Regions from separate parts of the Mus musculus genome. Here all the other regions are linked to region 3. Evidence: chromatin contacts called from public Hi-C and HiChIP or PLAC-seq data. All regions are on one chromosome and are shown on one strand. Each heading gives the region's core, a stretch centred on a gene start, on an enhancer-like site or on the middle of the called end of the contact. The rest is flanking DNA. Distances are from core to core; before and after follow the strand shown.

The links. Hi-C and Micro-C count contacts between places; a contact is called where the count stands out from the background. HiChIP or PLAC-seq counts read pairs in DNA pulled down with a chosen protein or histone mark.
Region 1: a contact with region 3 is called in a Hi-C map of bone marrow-derived macrophages, with 40 read pairs. The contact joins two enhancer-like sites. A contact is called at or near these places in 1 of 39 promoter capture datasets (embryonic stem cells), 5 of 484 Hi-C or Micro-C datasets (bone marrow-derived macrophages, cerebral cortex, embryonic fibroblasts and 2 more), 20 of 115 datasets of contacts at active chromatin or transcription factors (acute myeloid leukemia, bone marrow-derived macrophages, craniofacial prominence and 13 more) and 3 of 9 other capture datasets (adipose tissue, liver and pancreatic islet).
Region 2: a contact with region 3 is called in an H3K4me3 HiChIP or PLAC-seq map of bone marrow-derived macrophages, with 5 times the contacts expected there. The contact joins the promoter of Lbx1 here to the enhancer-like site in region 3. A contact is called at or near these places in 8 of 39 promoter capture datasets (the 3T3-L1 cell line, the C10 cell line, cranial neural crest and 4 more), 4 of 15 datasets of contacts at CTCF or cohesin (CD8 T cells, the NIH/3T3 cell line and embryonic stem cells), 36 of 484 Hi-C or Micro-C datasets (the AML12 cell line, the CH12 cell line, the G1E-ER4 cell line and 19 more), 23 of 115 datasets of contacts at active chromatin or transcription factors (the 230-238 cell line, the NIH/3T3 cell line, bone marrow-derived dendritic cells and 16 more) and 5 of 9 other capture datasets (adipose tissue, embryonic stem cells, embryonic trunk and 2 more).

The regions. Positions count from the first base shown.
Region 1 is chr19:45,309,694-45,312,525 of GRCm38.p6, forward strand. No RefSeq gene overlaps it. Among named protein-coding and RNA genes, the nearest start is that of Gm29595, 7.8 kb to the left of the region's middle. Within about 2 kb of position 1,403, at least 115 of the 459 cell types and tissues checked have an H3K27ac peak or open chromatin away from gene starts, as enhancers often do. A contact at or near this core is called in bone marrow-derived macrophages, where this site is marked.
Region 2 is chr19:45,235,007-45,238,124 of GRCm38.p6, forward strand. It overlaps Lbx1 (ladybird homeobox 1), which reads right to left and starts at 1,835. Exons shown (of 3, transcript NM_010691.6): 1 at 1,625-1,835; 2 at 1-635. The coding sequence starts at 221.
Region 3 is chr19:45,453,271-45,456,380 of GRCm38.p6, forward strand. The region is part of intron 2 of Btrc (beta-transducin repeat containing protein); the gene reads left to right. Among named protein-coding and RNA genes, the nearest start is that of Gm19639, 89 kb to the right of the region's middle. Within about 2 kb of position 1,816, at least 4 of the 459 cell types and tissues checked have an H3K27ac peak or open chromatin away from gene starts, as enhancers often do. A contact at or near this core is called in bone marrow-derived macrophages, where this site is marked.

The sequences.
Region 1 (2,832 bases), core at 153-2,652, 140 kb before region 3:
GAACTCAGAAATCCGCCTGCCTCTGCCCAGTGCTGGGATTAAAGGCATGCGCCACCACGCAAAACACACTTTTGTCTGCAGCTCCTGCCGCTCTTTATACCTCTCAGCTCTCATCACTGTGGGCCGAATGTGACATCAGCCTGCATAGAGCCAGTCTGGCTGGTTTAGTTTCTCTGTGTTCCCTGGGTCATCACTACGATGACTACTTTTAGGTAGAACATACCCAATCTTCCCTGGTGTCTCTTCTTCTCCACTCCTATCCAAACACTTGGCAGACTCACTTTCTTGGGTACAGGGACTGGGTCTGGCCCTGGAGATGACGAGGAAGACAGTCCTGTGTCAGCCAGCATTGGGCAGTGATGATTTGGAGGATCTAAATGCCTCAGCCTAGAAATCACACCCTCCCCCGGGCATGGGACTCTGGTCCCTCAGTCTGATAGGAAATTGGCCTTGGGAAGATCAAAGACAGGTGGAGGAGGAAGGTTAGGAGAGAAGAGGACAAGGGCATTTCAGCTGTTGACATAGTTTAGGAGCTAAAAGGCTTGGAAGTTAGACCTTGGGGCAGAGATCATCTCCGGTTCAAGGCTGGAGTGGGGTTGGGACAGGTGGCCTTGCTTGGAGGCCAAGAGGGACATAAGAATGATCAAGTTTTAGAGAGCCAAGGAGGAACTTTGAACTCTGAACTGGGCAGAGTGGCCAGGACTGGGGGTCTGACCTTGGCTTAGTAGAGTTGAAACCTCAGCAGACCAGAATCCTGTGCCAGCCAGTGACCAGCATGACCACAGCTGGAAAGGCAGCTGGGGAGTTGGGAGTGGACCGACCTTATCTCTCCCCACTGAGTCATCTGTCGTTTGTTCAAGATTCCAAGATGGAAGGTAGGCAGACATTTCCCCAATCATCTAACCTAGCACAATTTCACAGCTAGAGAAAGGGAAATGTGGAGAAGGCCCTTAGTCCCTGCCGCTGCCACCACCTCATCTGCCAGCCAGCCTCGTTCTCAGACCCAGCCTGACCTCATCCCATAGCGCTCCCAGCTGATCTGCCTGCCTGCCTGCCCCAAAAGTTTGTCAGAGATTGGATCTCACTGTGCATTTTGCTCTATGCCCAGTCCTGCCAGGGCTTTATGATAGGCTGGGAACACCCCTCCTTTTTCCTTCCCCAGACTGGGGCTTCTGTGGGGTGGGTTGGGGCTCCGTTGCTTTCCATTACAATGCCTTTTCACTGTGCCTCTCTGCCAGTCTGTCTTTCTCCTTCAACCACTGTCCCCTCTCTTCTTACCCCCTCCTGGAACTGCTGAGATGGATCTCTGAAGCTTCACGTTTCTGGGGTAATTGAGTTGTGCTCCTTGATCATGCTGGGGAGGAGGCAGTGGCTGCCCATTGGTCTGGCCCTCCCCCATCTCGCTTAACCCCGCCCACCATGATCCGGCAGCGAGCGGGGAGTGACAGGGTGCTTCCTCTTCCCCAGCCCAGCTGCTTTCTCCAGCTCCCCGACTCCCCCTTTCCCCCCCTTCCTGCTCCATCTCCTGCACAAATCACATGGTGACAGCGCCATCCAACCTTTGGGGAAGGGTTTGTAAATGTGTCTTCCTTAGCTCTGATCTCCAAATTGTTCCTTTTATTGCATTTGTCACGGTGAAGATTAAAGTCCCTGGGTGGCCTGCACTACAAATCACAGAGTCGGCTCTGGGAGCAGCTGCAGGTTGGGAACGATGGAGGGGTCTGAGCCCTGGTCCAGGGTATACTTGTGTGTACACACTCACACACTCCCCGTGTGCAGTGTGAACGCGTACCTAAAAACAGAAAGCTGGGGGCCCTGAATTGCCATTCTGAGCCATTTGTCCCCTCTGTAGCAAATGGTGACTTCTTCCTCCGGGCTGTCTTCCAGGATCCCTCTACCCATACTAGAGGTTGGGAGGATAACTCAGTAGTAGAGTTCTTGACTGGTGTGTTGTTGGAGGTCCTGGGCTCAGTTCCTAGTGCTGCAAGAAAAGGGAGTCAAGGTGAGCCTCTCCTGTTCTCTAATGGATGTTGCTGTCCACGTTGGTCAGGCGTGAGGGAAAGCTATGCTCACAGCAGAGGTATTTTGCTCTCTTAATGGGTCAAGGACGGCCCAACAGCCAAACTCCCTGTGCCTGAGCCCCATAGGCACAGCTGGCCCGTCCTTGTCCACAGCTCCCACATCCTTTTCTTTCTCATCCGGGACACAACTGGATGCAGGAGAGACACAACCAAGGAGCCCAGAGGACAAAGCTCCCTTGTACATGCACAAAACAAAACAAAACAAAACAAAAACGGTCCCTTTCCTACCCTTATGAGGTGGGCTTCCTGTCTGTCCCTCATGTACATTCATAACATTCAAATTTATGCCGTAATCTCCGCCGCTCCATATGTATGAGCCTTTGATGGGTGTTTGGGTTTATGGGATGCACCCAGCCCTCCGCTCCCTCACCCGCCCACCGCCTCTAACCACTGCAAAGACGCTCGTACATAATTGACATCGGCAGATTCTTTCATTATACAAGATTTAGCATCTGCTCGGGGATCGCTCTCTCCTCACTCACTATAGATGACTTTTCCCTGCGTTTCCTATTATCAATTCAAATTAGCCCCATCTCCCCACCCGACCAGTGCAGCGTTTACACTTGACAGTGAGGAAACCGCAAGGCTGTAATGGGCTTCTCAATTATTTAGGCCCAGTTAGGCCAGGACCCAGAAGGCCTCAACAAGGGTGTGAGCTGGGATGAGGTCATCACAGGAGAGGCTAGGGTAATAACCTCTGGATTTCCCTTCAACCTCCTGATAACCTTCACACCTCTCACCTTGGGGGACT
Region 2 (3,118 bases), core at 585-3,084, 220 kb before region 3:
GCCAGGGGCAAGCCGCCCGGCGCGTGCTTGTCCGCGGCCGCCAGCAGGTGCGCCGCCCCACACAGCGAGTAACTTCTCCGCACGGACGGCTTGTTGAGGATGTCCTCGATGCTGAACGGCGTCAGCGGCTTGTTGGAGTTGGCGGGCGGCGGCAGGTGGTCCAGAGGGCTGCGTCGCCGCTCCTCCCCTGGCGCCGCCTTGCCGTCCTCCTTGGAAGTCATCTCGGCCTCGTTTGGGGGCCCGGCCGGGGCGGCTCGGGCCGGGGGGACCCAGCCCGCGGGCAGCTCGGACGCTGGACGGTGCGAGAGGAAGGCGAGAGGCGGGCAGGAGGCCGCGCCGGGCAGGGCGCGGATGGGCAAGCGGCCGATTAGCGCGGCGACCCGGGCGAGCGGAGTGGCGCGGGGCCCCGGGAGGAAAGCGCTGACGCGGGCGCCGCCACTGCCACCGCCGCCGCCGCCGCCACCGCCGGGGTTTCCAGCAAGCCCGGGCCGGAGCCGGGAAGCGCCGCGCCGGGCTCCAGTTTCGCCAGCCCCGGTGCTATTTAAAGGTGTCAGGTGGCTCCGCCGCGGCGGCTCCTGGCCCGGGGTCCTGGCGGCGGCAGTTGGAAGAACCGAGGCGAGGGCGCCGATCCCGGACTGCGAGGGGAGGCGGAGAGACGGGGCAATTGACTATTGCTAACAAGTTAGCCTTGATCGAGGAGTAATCAATTATCTGCAGCTGAACTTCTCTTTCTTCGCTCTCCCTTCTTTCTCCTCTCCCTTCTTTCTCTCTGTTCTCTCTCCTCCCTGTCCTCTCTCTCTCTCTCCCTCCCTCCCTCCCTCTCTTCACTCCACTCTGCTCCCCCCGTCCCTCTCCTTCTCTACCTCTCCCTCGCCCTCTCTTTCACTCTCTGTCTGTCCAATGCAGGCGGCTCTAAGTTGGGAAGCTCATTAATTAGCGGGCCGGGGTAGGAGGAGCCGGCTGGAATTAGCCTGCCTAATGCGCCTGTCAGTCCCGGCTCTACGCCGTGCTCGGCCCGAGATGTTTGTAAATTACATTAGAGGTGCCTTTATTGCTCCCGAACCTGGGGTGACTAAAAAGCCACCGCCCCCCACCCCCCACCCCAAACTGAGAGCAGTGCTCTGGGCACACCCGTCTCCCGCCGGCCTGGCCGAGATGGCAGCACCAGCCCGGAGATCTCAGGCTCTGCAAGCCGCAGTTGGGAAGCTTGAGAAGGGTACCAGGATCCCCAGCCGCGGAGTGACGCGGTCGCCGCGCGGGCCAGGTAAGAACTGGAGCCCAGGCGGGTCCTGCTGCTACCCAGTGTGGACTTTGATGATCCCAGATCAAGAAGCCAGCGTCCCTATTCTTACACACTCTTGTCTCTCCCCCCCACCCCCCAACCCCAGCCCTGGGCCGTGAGCCCGAGAAAAGGAGAAGCTGAAGGCTCCGGGGGCTGGCCCCTAGGAGGTCAGAGCGGGCTGCACAGCCTTGGGTGGGCGACACGGGACAGAGGTGGGGATCCTAAGGGCTGGGGGAGGGGAACAATTGGAGGGCTCAGCCTTCCCCACCCGAAGAGGCGGAGGGAGGAGTTGGCTGTTCTGCACGCCTCTCCCCTGATCTGAGCCTGAGGCGGGCGCCCTACCTCCTTCTGCAATCTTGCACACTCTTTCCTCCCGCCGTGGCTCTCGGGGCAAGCTAGGGCCACCACATGTCTGATGACGGACGTCTGACGGAAACTCGGCCGGGTGTCGGGGTTACCCGGGCGGGTTCCGGGCTTCCCCGCTGCTCTCTGCCCCGGCCAGGGCCGGGGCCCCGCTGCCCGCCCCGCCCAGCCGGGCACAGGGCTTGAGTGTACAGCACGGCCCGACTCCAGCTGTTCCGGATGCGGGGTGGGGGCCGGGAAGGGGCCGGGCCAGGGCTGGGGCTGTGCTCTCAGAAACTCGCAGCGAGGCCGGAGAATCTGGTTGTGGATCCCAGGGCCTGGAATCTCTGAATATTAGGCGAGCATTTTGTGTGCATCGTTATTTGAAAATGTTTGGTTTTCTTTTCTTTCTTTCTTTCTTTCTTTCTTTCTTTCTTTCTTTCTTTCTTTCTTTTTTTTTAACGTGTGTTTTGGCGTGTGGTACTCCGTGTGTCTTTTTTTTAACCGTTTATGGATCTCTGGGCATTTAGGCGGGTTTGAGTCTCAGCTATGCCTTTCTTTTCCCTTAAAACGCGACAGTGGGGCTGTGCTCTGGGGCCCTCTTCTCTCTTGCTACTCCATCTGGTTTATGTTGGGCCCGGATTTTCCACTTCTTCTCTTGGAAAAAGGAGGAAAGTAAGAGGGTGTAGGAACCAGACGGAAGAATACTTCTCCCTTCACTAGCTGCACACATCAGACTTGCTTTGTTTGTAAACTCCTGGATGGTCTGTGTACTCCAGAAGCACAACTTGGGTCAGAGAAAGGTTTCAAGAGCAGCTGGAGAATTTGTGGACCAGGGTAGGGAGTGGGACAGAAAGAATGGGATCCTCCCTATAGGCAGAGAGGGAGGGGGGGGGGGACTTAGCTGGGCTGGGGACTGGAACAGGCTTCTTCGGTGCAGGGGCCTGATATTTATTTAATCATTTGGATTCATGGCATTGTAGCCTTGAGGAGTAGAGAAAAGGATTTGTACCTGGAGTTCCCAGTGTGATGGGGGAACTGGCCTGCTTGGGAATGCTAGAAGCCATCTTTCTACTTCCTTCCCAGACTTCACCCTGCATCTTCGGGAGGTGGGGAGAAGGTAGGGGGTGCTCTGAGGCAGAAATGCTGATAGTAGAGGCTGGAGTTTCCTGAGTGCCACAGATCCATCCCAGGTCCTGATGCAGCAGCATCTCCTGCCTCCCACCTCCCAATCTCTCTGTCATCCCTGATGCCCTGGAAGCCCCAGGAGGTGCTAAGCCTTGTAACAGGAAGGTCTAGGGACTGGTGGAAGGAACAAGAGGGAGAAAGGGCCAGGGAAGCCTTGAAGGAGGGCACAGGGTACATCTGCTCTCTCCCTACTTCCTGCCTTCAGGATCCTGCCCTTCCCTGTTATAACACCAGGCCCTTGATGAAGACTACACCTTAAAGTTAAGCCCAGCGTTGTGGCTCACCTCCCAGTTTCTGAAGACAGGG
Region 3 (3,110 bases), core at 566-3,065:
AAAAAGAATAGATTCAAATGCTCATGTTACCTGAGTGCATTATATGGCATTTTGGAAAAGACAAAATAATTGAGCTAAAACAAAATAACTGATTTTCAGTGGGGAGAAGATTGACTGTAAAGATTTGAGGGAGTGGTAAACTTGTCAGAGCTTGACTGTGTTACAGGTACAAAGCTATATACCCCCCCCCCCAAATCCATGTCTTCACATAAGGAAGAATGAATGTTGCAAAACATTGAATTTAATATTAGCATATCTACAAGGTTTTACTTAGATTTCCCCCCAGTTGTTCAATATTCGCCTTTATGGGGGGAAAAAATCTCTGATCACATATTAAAATTAGTCGTCTCTGGTTTCCCTTTACGAAGGAACTATTACTCATCTACTCTATGACTGACGTTGTTGTTGTTGTTGTTGTTGAATTAAGGATAGTTACTTTTATAGGATTTCCTGCATTTCAGGTTAGTCTGTCACCTTAATGAGTAGGTGGGGGTGTGCCCGCACACAGGTACACATGACCACTGCACTTATGTGTGGCCGTCACCCACCTCCCACCATGCTGCAGACAGGATGTCTTGTTCATTCCTGTGTCTGACAGGCTAGCTGGCCCACAGGCTTGTCTGCCTCTTGTGCAGCAGGAATGCTGAGGTTAGAGAAGCTGCACATGAACTTTGGGGATCCAAACTTAGATCTCTATGCTTGCATGGTAAGCACTTTTGCCACTTAGCCATCCAGAGTAGATGTTTTCCTGTTTGGGTTTAGGAAACTAACTTCAAAGGTGATTTGTTCATCCTAAATATGTTCGTTTATTTTAACTTTTTCATTTGTATGTGTGCAGGTGTTTTGTCTGCATGTCTGTCAGTGCACCATGTGTGTGCCTGGTGCCTATGGAGGTTGGTAGAGGGCATCAGATCCTCTGGAACTGAAGCTACAGACTATTGTGAGCTGCCGTGTGGATGCTGGGGATTGAACCCTGGCCTTCAGGAAATGCTTCTGCAAAGCCATCTCTCTAGACCAAGAGACCAGTGCATTGTTTGCCCGATTTCTTCACTGTAGAGTTACTATTTTTTCTTAGTATCTTATGACGATACAGTCAGAATTATGTAACAATTTTACTATTTATAAAAAGTGCACCTGCTATTTTAGTAGTCTGCTAGTTTAGTAGCCTCTGGGTGATGCTTGCCTGTGTCAACTAGTTCCTCTTGAGTTTCTTGACTGTAACTTAATTTGTTGGGTAGAGCAGTTGGGTACCTTTCTTGTTGGGATTCGGTCTCACTAAGAGCGTGGACAGTAAGTCCTTGGACACTGAACTCTTCTGAGTGTTGGTGGGGAGGTTCCTAAGGACCACCCAGATGATCTATTAGGCTCATGTGGCAATTTCATCATTCTTTGTTACTGTCAAGTTGGGAGTGATTATTCATCTCTAACTCACTGACACTCCACATGTCTCCTTCAATATTGGGTGGTAACCAGTTCCTTGCCCCTTATATTCCAATCACTTGGCGTTGCTACTGTCCCATTTAACAGTTGTGCTGAATTTTTCATTCTTGGTTGGCTTTCTTTTAACAATGACTTGGCCAGAATAAATTTTTGGCTATCCTATTAAAACAAAACACTAAATAGCTCTAACAGTGTCTACAGATTTTTACTCCTTTTTCTTGTTAAGAATTCTTAACAATAGCACCTAGCCTTTAATCCTAGCACTCTGACAGAGACAGAGAGTTGTAGGCCAGCCAAGGCTGCATAGTGCGGCCCTGTCTCACAACAGCAGTGTCTCGTTTCCTCATCTGCTGTGCTTTACAGGCGTTAGCTCATCTCTTCCTTGTGAGTCAGTAAACTCAGGAGGAACTCGGACACAGGCAAGAATCACCCAGAGGCTCTAAGCTAAACAGTAAACCTGTCCCATGATTTCAAATGTATTCCTTTTTTTCTTCCAAAACTGAATATCTTAGATGTTGATTTATAGCACAGTGGTGATTATATAATTTTAGGCATTAGGAAATTTTCCAGATAAGTTCATATGTTAGAAATATATCCTGAATCTAAAAATAAAGTAACTCCAGTTAGAAAAGTAATAGCCAGGCGTGGTGGCGCACACCTTTAATCCCAGCACTCGGGAGGCAGAGGCAGGTGGATTTCTGAGTTGGAGACCAGCTTGGTCTACAGAGTGAGTTCCAGGACAGCCAGGGCTATACAGAGAAACCCTGTCTCGAAAAACCAAAAAAAACCAAACAAACAAACAAAAAAAAAAAAAAAAGAGAAAAGTAATGATTTTATATAATGTAACAAATTTGTCAGCTGTAAACTATAAACAGTTACTTTTAATAGATAATTCAAATAAATGTAATTGGGATTTTCTGTTTGTTTTGCAAATGGCTAACATTTGTTGCCCTTGGTTTATTTTTTGTTTTCGAGGGTCTCATTAGCAGACCAGGCTGACCTCAAACTTGAAACTCAAAAGATCCTCCTGCCTGTCTTCCAAGTGCTGGGATTAAAATTATAAACTACCAAGCTCAGCCAATTTTGAGCACATTTGAATCTGTTTTTAGGTGAATTGTTCCTCTTCAGTATGTAAAAATCCCGTTGACATTTTAGGATTTTGTAGCTACTATTTGAACTGGTAGTGACAAAAAAATCCCAAAGTACAGGTTAAACACTAATTGTGTTAATAAGAACTATGCTCGTTTTTGTGTAAGACAGAAAAATCAAATGTGAGATGAAAAGAGAAAGTTTTGTGGTTTTTTTAGAGTCTAAACCAGTATCAAGCAACATTTAAGATAGTTGGAGACTAATTACTTAAGTGAATGTAATAATCATGATTCAAGTTGCCATCAGCTAAGTGTGGGGTACAACTGTGGCTGGAACTTGCTCTGTAGACCAAGCAGGCCTCAAACGCAAAGATCTGCCTGCCTCTGCCTCCAAAGCTCTGGGATTAAAGGCGTGTGCCACTACCGCCCAACACAGCCTAGGACTTTCTTAACATCCCAGTGTCAAAGTATGATAAACTAGACTTCTAGCCACTGTGATCCTTCTGAGTAGTGTTAAAGCAACAGAATCCTCCCAGCCAGATCCCAGCTTGAATTTATATACATGGGCATATGGTTTCCTTT